Regions from separate parts of the Oryzias latipes genome. Here region 2 is linked to region 1. Evidence: chromatin contacts called from public Hi-C data. All regions are on one chromosome and are shown on one strand. Each heading gives the region's core, a stretch centred on a gene start, on an enhancer-like site or on the middle of the called end of the contact. The rest is flanking DNA. Distances are from core to core; before and after follow the strand shown. Region 1 overlaps ythdf2 (YTH domain-containing family protein 2). Region 2 overlaps LOC101163534 (peptide methionine sulfoxide reductase MsrA 1).

The links. Hi-C and Micro-C count contacts between places; a contact is called where the count stands out from the background.
Region 2: a Hi-C map of embryo shows a contact between it and region 1, with 5 times the contacts expected there. The contact joins two enhancer-like sites. A contact is called at or near these places in 5 of 5 Hi-C or Micro-C datasets (embryo, fibroblasts and gastrula embryo).

What each region holds. Positions count from the first base shown.
Region 1 is chr22:9,184,285-9,189,198 of ASM223467v1, forward strand. It overlaps ythdf2 (YTH domain-containing family protein 2), which reads left to right. Exons shown (of 6, transcript XM_023951314.1): 6 at 1-752. Among protein-coding and RNA genes, the nearest start is that of ythdf2, 9.8 kb to the left of the region's middle. Within about 2 kb of position 1,952, at least 5 of the 8 cell types and tissues checked have an H3K27ac peak or open chromatin away from gene starts, as enhancers often do. A contact at or near this core is called in embryo, where this site is marked.
Region 2 is chr22:9,242,252-9,247,165 of ASM223467v1, forward strand. The region is part of intron 5 of LOC101163534 (peptide methionine sulfoxide reductase MsrA 1); the gene reads left to right. Among protein-coding and RNA genes, the nearest start is that of LOC110017498, 5.0 kb to the left of the region's middle. Within about 2 kb of position 2,815, at least 4 of the 8 cell types and tissues checked have an H3K27ac peak or open chromatin away from gene starts, as enhancers often do. A contact at or near this core is called in embryo, where this site is marked.

The sequences.
Region 1 (4,914 bases), core at 702-3,201:
GCCAACTGTCTTTTCTGCTTTGTTTTGTTTTTATTTCTTGTTTGTTTCGAGGGATGCAAGTTGCTGGAGAAAAGGGTCCTCAGTTTTGTTTTTCCTCTTGTGCTGGTTGGGAGTGTCGGGGAGGAGGGAGAGTCGGGAGGCTCTAGAGGAAACGGAAGCGAGGGTCAAGTGTTTGAGTTCAAAATAAATGTTAATGAGTCTCGCTCATTGTTTAATTTCATGGTCTAAAAGCTATAGTCTTTCTATTCATTCTTGAACTTGGTTAACATATTTTTTTTTTGTCTTGAGCAAATTGATTCATTGTTGCTATGGGCTGCTTTCTTTTATCCCCCCCCCCCCTCACTTTCTGAAGACTGATGTGACTGGCCTTGCCTCCACTCCTTTCTATTAATCAGTTCAAAAGTAATAAATGTGGTATATTCAGCAGAACTGTGTGCATTCCCCTTGTTTGACTGTGGAAAGTGGTTTTTGTCATGCGGTGTGTCTGTGCATTTGTTTTCTCGTTGATTGCTTTTTGCCTCCTTCAGCCTGAAGCCGCACCGTCTACACTTTGACCATTTTTAACACTTTGGTTCCCGTCGTCTTTCCACTGTTCTTCTTCTCCATCCTTTCAACGTTTTATTCCTGTCATGACGCATCACAATTTTTGGTTTGGGAATGTCATTGTTGGTAAGAGGAATAAAGACATTGAAGGCCCTCTCTCAGAACTACTGGCTTTTATGTGTGGCATAATAAAGATGCTCCACAAAAAACCTTGAGTTCCTCTTGTTCTTGATGGTTCTTTAGTGGGGGTGATGTTCCAACATTTTCAGAGCTTTTACCTAACATGCATTGAAGTCCCACTCCAATAAAAATGGTTTTCAACAAGGTCTTGTAACATTTTTCTTATGAACATGTATAAAGAAATTGCATTTCTGACCATTTCTTTACTCAAATTGCTGTGACTCAGGAACAGCCAAAAAAAACCCCCAACCCATTTGATAAAGCTTGTAGTGGTGCTGTACAATCGGCAGGTCACAAGCTCCCTGCTCCGCTCTATTCTGATGCATCTATTTGCAGATCCATCCATGTAGGTTCTTCGTATTCTTCGTCTGAGCTGGCTCAAAACTGTGCAGCTTGATTTCTCCAATTTTGTTGCAACTGTAATGTTAGGTTGGAGGTGTCTGTAAGCTGACAGAAGAGCATATAGGCAAGGAGATGATGGGAAAGTATGTCCCTAGAAATTACATGTTTTTGCCTAAAAACAGCAGAATCAGAATTAAAAGACCACTTTTATAGATCAAAGGGTAATTGGAGTGGGACTTTAAATATGTATGGACAAGGGTCTAATATCTAGCATTTATTGTTCAGTTTTGACAACTATTTAAAAAAGTCTTTGAAGTTGACAACAATCCTCCGTTTAAAAAAAAAATCCTTTTCCTGTCTTATCAAACTATTTCCAAATGCAGACACTAGAGGGCGCCAAAGGTCCTTCTACGTTTTTTGTTCAAAAGCGTGCAGCTGTATTCACAAGTGTATCTCTTTTTGCACTCTAAATCGTTAAATCTTGTATTATTTTACAGATAAAATGTTTGTTAAATTCGAGAGTTCTTGCTATATATCTAGGTTCCAGATTTACACGCAAAAATATCTAAGCATTAAATTACAAAAATGATGCAATCGACTAATAACCGCACAATGTTTAAATGCGCTCTACCTCGACAGTCAATTGATATATAAATACTTAAAATAGATATATACTTATACCATATACAATTCAAGTTTTTTGGGGTTATTAATCGATTGCAACTTTTATTCATATTTTTTGCGCAGAAAAAAAAAGAAGAAAAATGTAGAAATCTAGCTGAGTTATAGGTAACTGTGACCCTCTTGTGGGACTGGAGCGTGTTGGGAGGGAGGTCCACGGCACGTGTCGGGGGTGCATGGCTCACGTCGCCTCAAGGGGATCTCCTGTGACCCTTGTCTGCGTGTCCCGGGGGACACTTTCAGCTCCTCATGGGGATGCAAATGAGCGGCCGTGAAGCGGGGGAGCGCGCGCGCACGGGAGGGGGGGGGGGGGGGGGGGTACCACGCCGCCGCGGGGACAGAGGAGGAGGAGAAGAAAGGAAAAGTGAGGAGGCTCAGCCCCATCCACAGTTAAATTAAATTTAAAAAAAATATATATATAGTGGTGACTGCTGGTACTGCGTTTTATCAATTTGTCCACATTTTAATGCTCAATTCAACACTTTCAGAGTTAAAAGTATTTTCAATATTTTCACACTCATTCAAAATCAACTATTTTTAATTAATAAAAAAAATTTGTTCAGCATTTTCAGTTCATATTACACTGCAAGGTCATGCTTTATTTTGCTCTCATTATCATAAGGCATCCATCTCTTTCTTCCATTAGTGACGCTTCACCATGTCGCCAAACCGACCTCTATTTACATGACTAAATTAGATTTATTTATGTGCATTTTGTTTCAAAAGCCCCCCCCCCTACTCTATCAAACTGAAGAAAAAAATAATATATCTGCACTGCACATGAATAATGGCTTTTATAGTTCTGGTTTACTTGAGCATTTAAAAATATTAATTAAAAACATATTTTGAAAAGCAAATACGTAAAATAACCTCAAAACTGAAATGAAAATAACAGCTAAAAATGATTGTTTCCATGCATGATTATGACTTGATGATAAATGTTAATATCTTACTGGGGGAGGGGGTTGGACGGTCACCTGCTCTCCATCACCAGGAGGTCCTGCACTGGAGGGTTACCCCCTCATTCTTCCTGCATGGTCTTGCAAATTGTATCAAGCATTTTGAAAGTGCATAATGTGTAGACAGGGGCAAAGGTGGCCCAAAAACAGTTGATGACCTCAACACATGTGGCACACTCCCTGCTCTGAATATGTGAGGAGGGCAGCCTAAAAGAGGACCTGCAATTGATATTATGTTAATTCTAGCCCCCCTCAAAATATGCAATTTTGTGGATACATTGAAGTTTAATTGCTGTTTTTGTTTGTTATGTGTATTATTAGCCTCAGAAATGCATAAAAAATGTTATGATGTGGCTTATATGAATGTGAAAGAGATTTAAAAAATACTTTCTAAAAATTCTTTCTCCCCCCTCTAACATTTTTTATGTAGGTCAGCTCAGATCTCCATTGCCTGCAGGAATTTACGCTTGAATTATTTGATGCAGCGCTGTGATTATGGAAGTAGAACTAATGCTTGTTATTTAAATTATTTGATGAAACCCCTTTTTTGATTTAGAAAGGAAAAACAAGTAGAAATCCAGGTCTGGACATTATTTCTTTATTGAAATGTTTTGCAGAACAGAAATAAAGCGGTTAAAGTAAAAATATAAAAAGGAAGAAAATGTGACTTTTAACCATAGAATATTGATGGTTACAGAAATATCTTCATCAGAAATACAAAAATCTACAAGCTTGAGGAGGATTCACCAGCTTTCAGGATGGATAGAAGTGAAATCAAACTCTTCAGAAGCCCATCCTACCCTTAAAGCATTTTCAGCTTATTTTTCAGCTCCCTCTCAGATATGGCAAGTGTACTCTCAAGCGTAAACACACAGACCTTTAAAGTGGCCCTCTGTCACCACATGGCAAATCCCCCTGGTGTGATCCCTCTGTCCATTTGGCCGCAGGAGCCACACTCATAGACTGCCCGCGGTTCTGTTTGTTCCAACATTAAAGGAAGCCAGTATATGGACAGACTGGCGCCTGGTGATCATGACATCCTAATTTCTATGTTCCATTTACACCTAGATGTATTGGAAATGAGCTGATCTGTACATTTGTCAAGGTTCATCTTCCGCATCTCCTCCCAACGTCATAAGATTGTCCTTCCATGCAGTTCTGTAGCTTTACTGCTATGAAGTGAGCGAAGACTGTGGTTTCTCTCTTGGCATTCACCGCGTGCCTTAATTGTATTGAAATTAAATCAAGGTCCACTGTGAACACAAAGAGCTCAAACCCAAAGTTCTGAAAGGTTCTTGCCTCACCTAATATTTTTTCACGTTTCCTGCACACTTTAATTTATTTTTTCTCTCCAAGAATTTCCCACATTTGCTAAAACAAAAAATTGTTGAAGCTTCCTGTTTTTAATTGAGATATTTTCTATCTGCATCCCCGGTTTGACTTTCTCATTCCTCTGTCCTCACCTGTCATCCTTGCAGTGTCGGAGGCAGCTATGCGGTTCTTCCACACATCAAAGTCCACTGCATGCTAATCCCAAACTCACATGCAATTTACCTTAACAGTTCAGGGATTTAAAAAATTAAAAAAACACACACACATCATACAAGCCAGTGGGATTGTCATTCCTGTAAAGAAACTGACATTATGCATGCATGTGATAGTAGAGGTGAATGAACGGTTTTGCAGCAACAGAATGTAAGAAATAAAAGGATTAATCAAAGCAGAATACACCTTTCTTTTAGATTTTCTGTGAGTAAACATACCACACCATGTTATTACAAAAAGAACAGAGACAAGCAAAAGCACAGAGAAACAAAAAAAAGCGTGCAATGCTACCTTTGTTGCACCATAAAGAGAGCAGCACCCCAGCTACCTGATTGCTACCATTCCTGCAGACCATCTTCCCCTCAGAGCAAAACAAAGGATGACGACTAGATATTTATGAAGACACACTTCGATGCACAGCAGTGGCCCATCATCAGAGCACTGGCTCACTTTTTCTGTTTAGGACCTTGGTACGCTTTAACCAGACCAAGCAGTTCTTCATTACAGTTGTTAAAGCTGTGTCGTTACCCCCCCCCCCCCAACCCTCCCTCCTACTCTCCATCTCTTTACTGTTTTCGCTCTCTGTGCAGTCTGCGCATGCAACTCTGGCCATACAGACTAAAAACAGGCTGTAAATAACAACAATCCCCCTTGTTATAAATTA
Region 2 (4,914 bases), core at 1,565-4,064, 59 kb after region 1:
TTAATGAATAGGGGTGGAATAACTTGCTTTCATCTTTTTGAAAATCTTGAAAATATACATTTTTAAATTCCACTGCAGCCCCGCTAAATCGAGATGAAGGTTTTTTTTCTCCAAAATGCAGGTCTGATCTGCATTTTTTTGCACGCTGATACTCGTTGTCTGGCCTGAAAAACAAACAAACGGGGGGAAAAAATGAAAAAGCAGAAAACGTAGGAGCGCGCATCTCCTCGCTTCGAGACGAAAGTACGTGCATCGTCTTTTCTCTCAAAATGTAGGAGTGTTGGCTTCCCCGCTCACAAAATGTAGGAGGGCTCACTGAAGATTAGAGCCCAACTAAAATGGATGCCTGACCTGCGCTGAGGGAGACAGATGAGTGGTACAGGACAAAAAAAGTGTCCTCTTCAGACTAATCATTTCATTCAACATGATTATTTTTTTTTGTTCACACATGCAGATTTAGTGACTCTCCTAATGAAAGTTCATGTGCGCAACAAGCTTAGATTTGTTTTTGTCAACGCACAATAATCTTCTTTTTTTTTTTTAACACCAGCGTCCACAAACTAATCCTTTATCCACATTTCCTCATCATCCATTTTTCCCTGCTTGTTTTCCGTACTGTCCTCTTTCCACCGCTTCCACTCTGAGGTCACAGAGGGCACGCCAGCGCTGCGGACCAGTCCACCAGCATCACATCAGACTATTTCATGTGTTTTCCGGCACAATGGCAGCCTCTCTGTTACTAGCGTTTCTCCACGGAGCAGCTTTGATGTTCGCAGTACTTAAAAGGGAATTTACATTTTTAACATGTTCAGGGGCTCTTTGTGAACTCCAGGAGTTCAGGTTGGCTCTTACAAATACAAAAAACACAAAATTCCTGTTTGCCATTATAACTTTAATTTTGTTTAGGTGACTTAAATATTGTGTTAGTTTAGAAAATCCAATAAAAAAATATGCCGAACTTTACCAATAGTTGGACAAATACTAAATTATTTCTGACATTTTTTTAATATGTATTTTTGGTTAATTTTTTTTATAATTCTGCAGCGCAACTTTGCGTGTGTGAAAGACCTGAAATGATTGGCAGCATTTGCCCCTCTGAAGTTCAGCGGCCGGATCAGAATTTTAAATCGCAGCCTAAAATAATCATTAGTTACAGAGAGTTACAGCCTAAAATGCCAAATCTCTGCTGATGGGCACATATTTGCTTCTCCTTCAATTCCTCCTTAGGAGAGTTTATTTATTATTCTTTTGCAGGTAAAGTTGGCTGCCAATAAGGTGAATTTTACCTTGAGGTCTTTCGTTTTGCTCAAGTTAAGCTCCAAATATCTGTACTTGCATAAAAAGGGACTGTAGCACACAGACAAAATCATGTAAGATAATCTAAAAAGCTGAGTTTTTACTTCTTTATCATATATATCATGTATATCCAAGCAGCTTAATGCGATATTACGGCACGTAACATAATGCAAAGTATCTAAAATCTTAATTACAAGTGAGACAACATTAAAGGCTGCTCATGCAGTAAGTCATCACTAATGATGATGTGAAACACTGCAGTGGTGTTGCTTTAGAAAGTGGAATCAGCTATGAAATTACTGCATGCTGCTTTAAGTCTTGCATTGAGGCATTGCAGTTACGCTTCAGTAAGGATCCCAGCGCGCCCTCTTTTAGCCATAAACACTGAAATTGTTTTACCAAACGACGTGGCCTTAATGTAGTTAATTACAGAATGCCTATAAAGATTAGACGAGATCAAGATAAAGATAAAAGCCAAAAAAAAACAATTATAAACTTGGGTGTAATTACATAAACCGGCAAATTGAGGTCACGTTCTTTTGCAAATGTCTTGGCCATGAGTCATCGGGTGTTACAAACTCTGTGTCAGAGCACGTCTATTCCCCAACCCTTCGCAGCCGTAGGCCCTCTGAGGGAAGGCGACACGGCTGTGGGTTAAGGAAGTGAGGAGGAAAGAGTACACCGTCTTCCTCCTCCGCCCCTGCCCCTCTTGGGGTGTCACGTCTTATTTGTGTCCCGGGGTCGCCTCTCTGGCAATGGCGCAAAGAGACTCTCTCGCTTGGCTGGCAAACAAGGAAGACTTGGGTATCGGGAAGCGGTGGCCTATGCTCACATGGGAGAGAAAAAGGCAAGAGAATCAGCATCAGGGAATGGAAGGAGGAGGAGGAGGAGGAGGAGGAGAGAGATGCACGCATTCAGCCATGTCTTTGACATGGGAGTCTTTCCGACAGGCGTGAAGAAGGGAAGGGCTGATTGGGCTGAGTGAGCTCGGCGCTGGACACACACTTTCAGACATATTTTGCTCGAATAGGAGAACTCGTCATACTGCTTCAAATGTAAATTAACATTTCAGAAGTCGTTGGCTCTTCCCACTCCTGACCACCTAACCCTGAGGGGAGATGAGCCATGTGTCGAAAATTAGGACACAAGTCCTAATTTCTGTCAGAGCTGAAGTGAAACGCTCTGGTTTTGTCTGCGTTCTTCCACATTCATCCACAAAAATGCTCCAACATTTGTTTCCAGCGCTTCCTCATCAGTGAAATTAACATCCTTTACGTGAAAATATATAGTTTCCCTTTATCCCCCTCCATTTTCCCCATCCATACTCGTCCCTTCACTCGTGCGCTGCTGCAGCGAAAGAGCGAGCAAAGCCAAATAAGGTTATACACAGTGGCATAACGGCATGCATTCTGATTTATAGATCTAAAATGGCTGCCGTGTTGTGACTGCCGTAGAGGGCTGGATGAAGAGCGAGAGATCGGTGTGGGGGTGTCAGGGCGGAGGTGTGTGTTTACTTAGACCTTTCCTTGGATGTGCTCTCTTCACTCCCCGCGTCCCGTGCCCTGGAGGGCTCTCCTCTGCTGTGGTTTGTTGGTGATGACTGATTAATTAGGCCATGATGTACAAAGCTCCGTGCTTGTGTTGGCTGGCTCACCACTGAGCCGGTGGGTTGCAGGCAGGAAAAAAGAATAATTGTATTTTTTTTTTTTGTCTTTGGCAGTCTGTAAATGGTTTGCATTTGAATGCTAAGCATGTGTTTTTGCTCAGAGGCTGCTGCGTCCGAGTGTCGTCAGGTTCTTGTACTTGGTTCCCTCCTGCAGGGAGACTGTAGCCTTTACGTTGAAGCACAGCCACTGAGGAGTTAGAGGTCAGCTGCTGCCTCAGCCTCTCTGTGGGGCCTGCAGCTTTGATTTACTGACTACTGCATCAACTCCTGCTCATGCACACTCAGGTGGTACCACACTGCCACCACATGGAAGAATGCTCTCACTACATGCTCTGACTTTCAAAGCACAGCAGTCATTTTTATCCCTTTTCAGAACCTTCTGCATCCCTTATGGGGTCACTGGACCGCTGAAGCTAACTCAGCTACTGTTGGGAGAAGGCGGGGTATACCCTGAAGCAGGTCACCAGTCTGCCGCACGGCCACACACCCATCCCTAAATTGTCCATAGGCGTCTATGTTTTTGGATTTTGGGAGGAAAAAAGCCATAGGAGAACACACGGATTCCACATGAAAGGGTTTCAAACCAGAACCTTCTCGCTGTCAGGCGACAGTGCTAACCACTGCCGCCTTGGGGTGGCCGTGGTGCAGCGGTAGGGCGGTCGACCCATGATCGTAAGATTGGAGGTTCGATGCCCGCCTTGCATGCCCATGTGTCGCAGTGTCCTTGGGCAAGACACTGAACCCCACCTTGCCTCTGGTGGGAGGCCGGCGCCAGTGTTCGGCAGCGGAGCCGCCGCCAGTGTGTGAATGTGTGTGTGAATGTGTGTGTGCATGGGTGAATGGGACTGTTACTGTAAAGCGCTTTGGGCCTTCGAAAGAGGGTAGAAAGCGCTATATAAGTATACGCCATTTACCATTTACTGCGTCCAATGCAGAACAAAAGATGCAAAAGTTTTTTTTGTTTCTACCCTCTTTTTAAATCTTTAAGACCATAATTGTGTTTCATCTCTTTGACGAAGCGCAAATTGCTCCAGTTAAAAGTAGAAAGACATTGATTTTTAAAAAAAAACTGCATTAAATGTCATTGCTCACAAACTTTTTTACAACTTTGCTTTAAGAAAGTTGTAGTGTATTGTTGAAAATTCGCCGCTTTTTGTTTTTAATACTTTCAATTTAACATGTTGAACTATGCCGTTGTCTCCCCCACCCCCCCAAAAAAAACTCTAAACACCAAACAAAGATTTTCCGAACCAGCACATCTCCATGCAGCCTGATGCATCTGAAATGAAAAAAAAGAAAAATGTCTTAATGGGACAAAGTTCTTAACAACTTGCACATCTCAAGCAGCTAATATTAAAAGGTTTTAATCAAGATACACTAAATGATGAAGCCCTTTTAGGAAGGGATTGCAAAAATCGATGCATACTGTGCAATGAGGAACAAGACAAAAAGGAGCTTGCAGAACCGAGGCGCAGAGGCAACAAGCACAAGGTTGGCTCTGTTAGATATCAGGTGATGTCTTAAAAACACCCCCTGTTGACATTTGGTACAGCCAGAGGATATTGTTGTGGGCTATCCAGGATATTATCTGAAGAATACACTAGAGGTTTTGCCATTGCATCAAAGAGTTTGATTTGAGATCCTCCAGAAGGTCAAAGGATAAAAGCAGCAACTGGGATCTCTGAGAACTAGATCCTCTGGACCATCAACTTGTAGCATGACATGGCTGAGAATCATCCTTGAAACATTTACCACTTCTGTGGCTTCACTGCAAAAAATGAACCGTAGTAAAGTAAAAATACTCTCAAGAAAAATTGGCCTATTCCTTTTTTTTTTTACCCCATTTGCAGAGTTTTGGGTGTTTTAAAGGAAACGTTTTGAATTTTTAAGAATTTTAGTCTTATTTTTGGGGGGGATGTCTGTGCAGTGTTTTTTATGATTAAAACAATCTT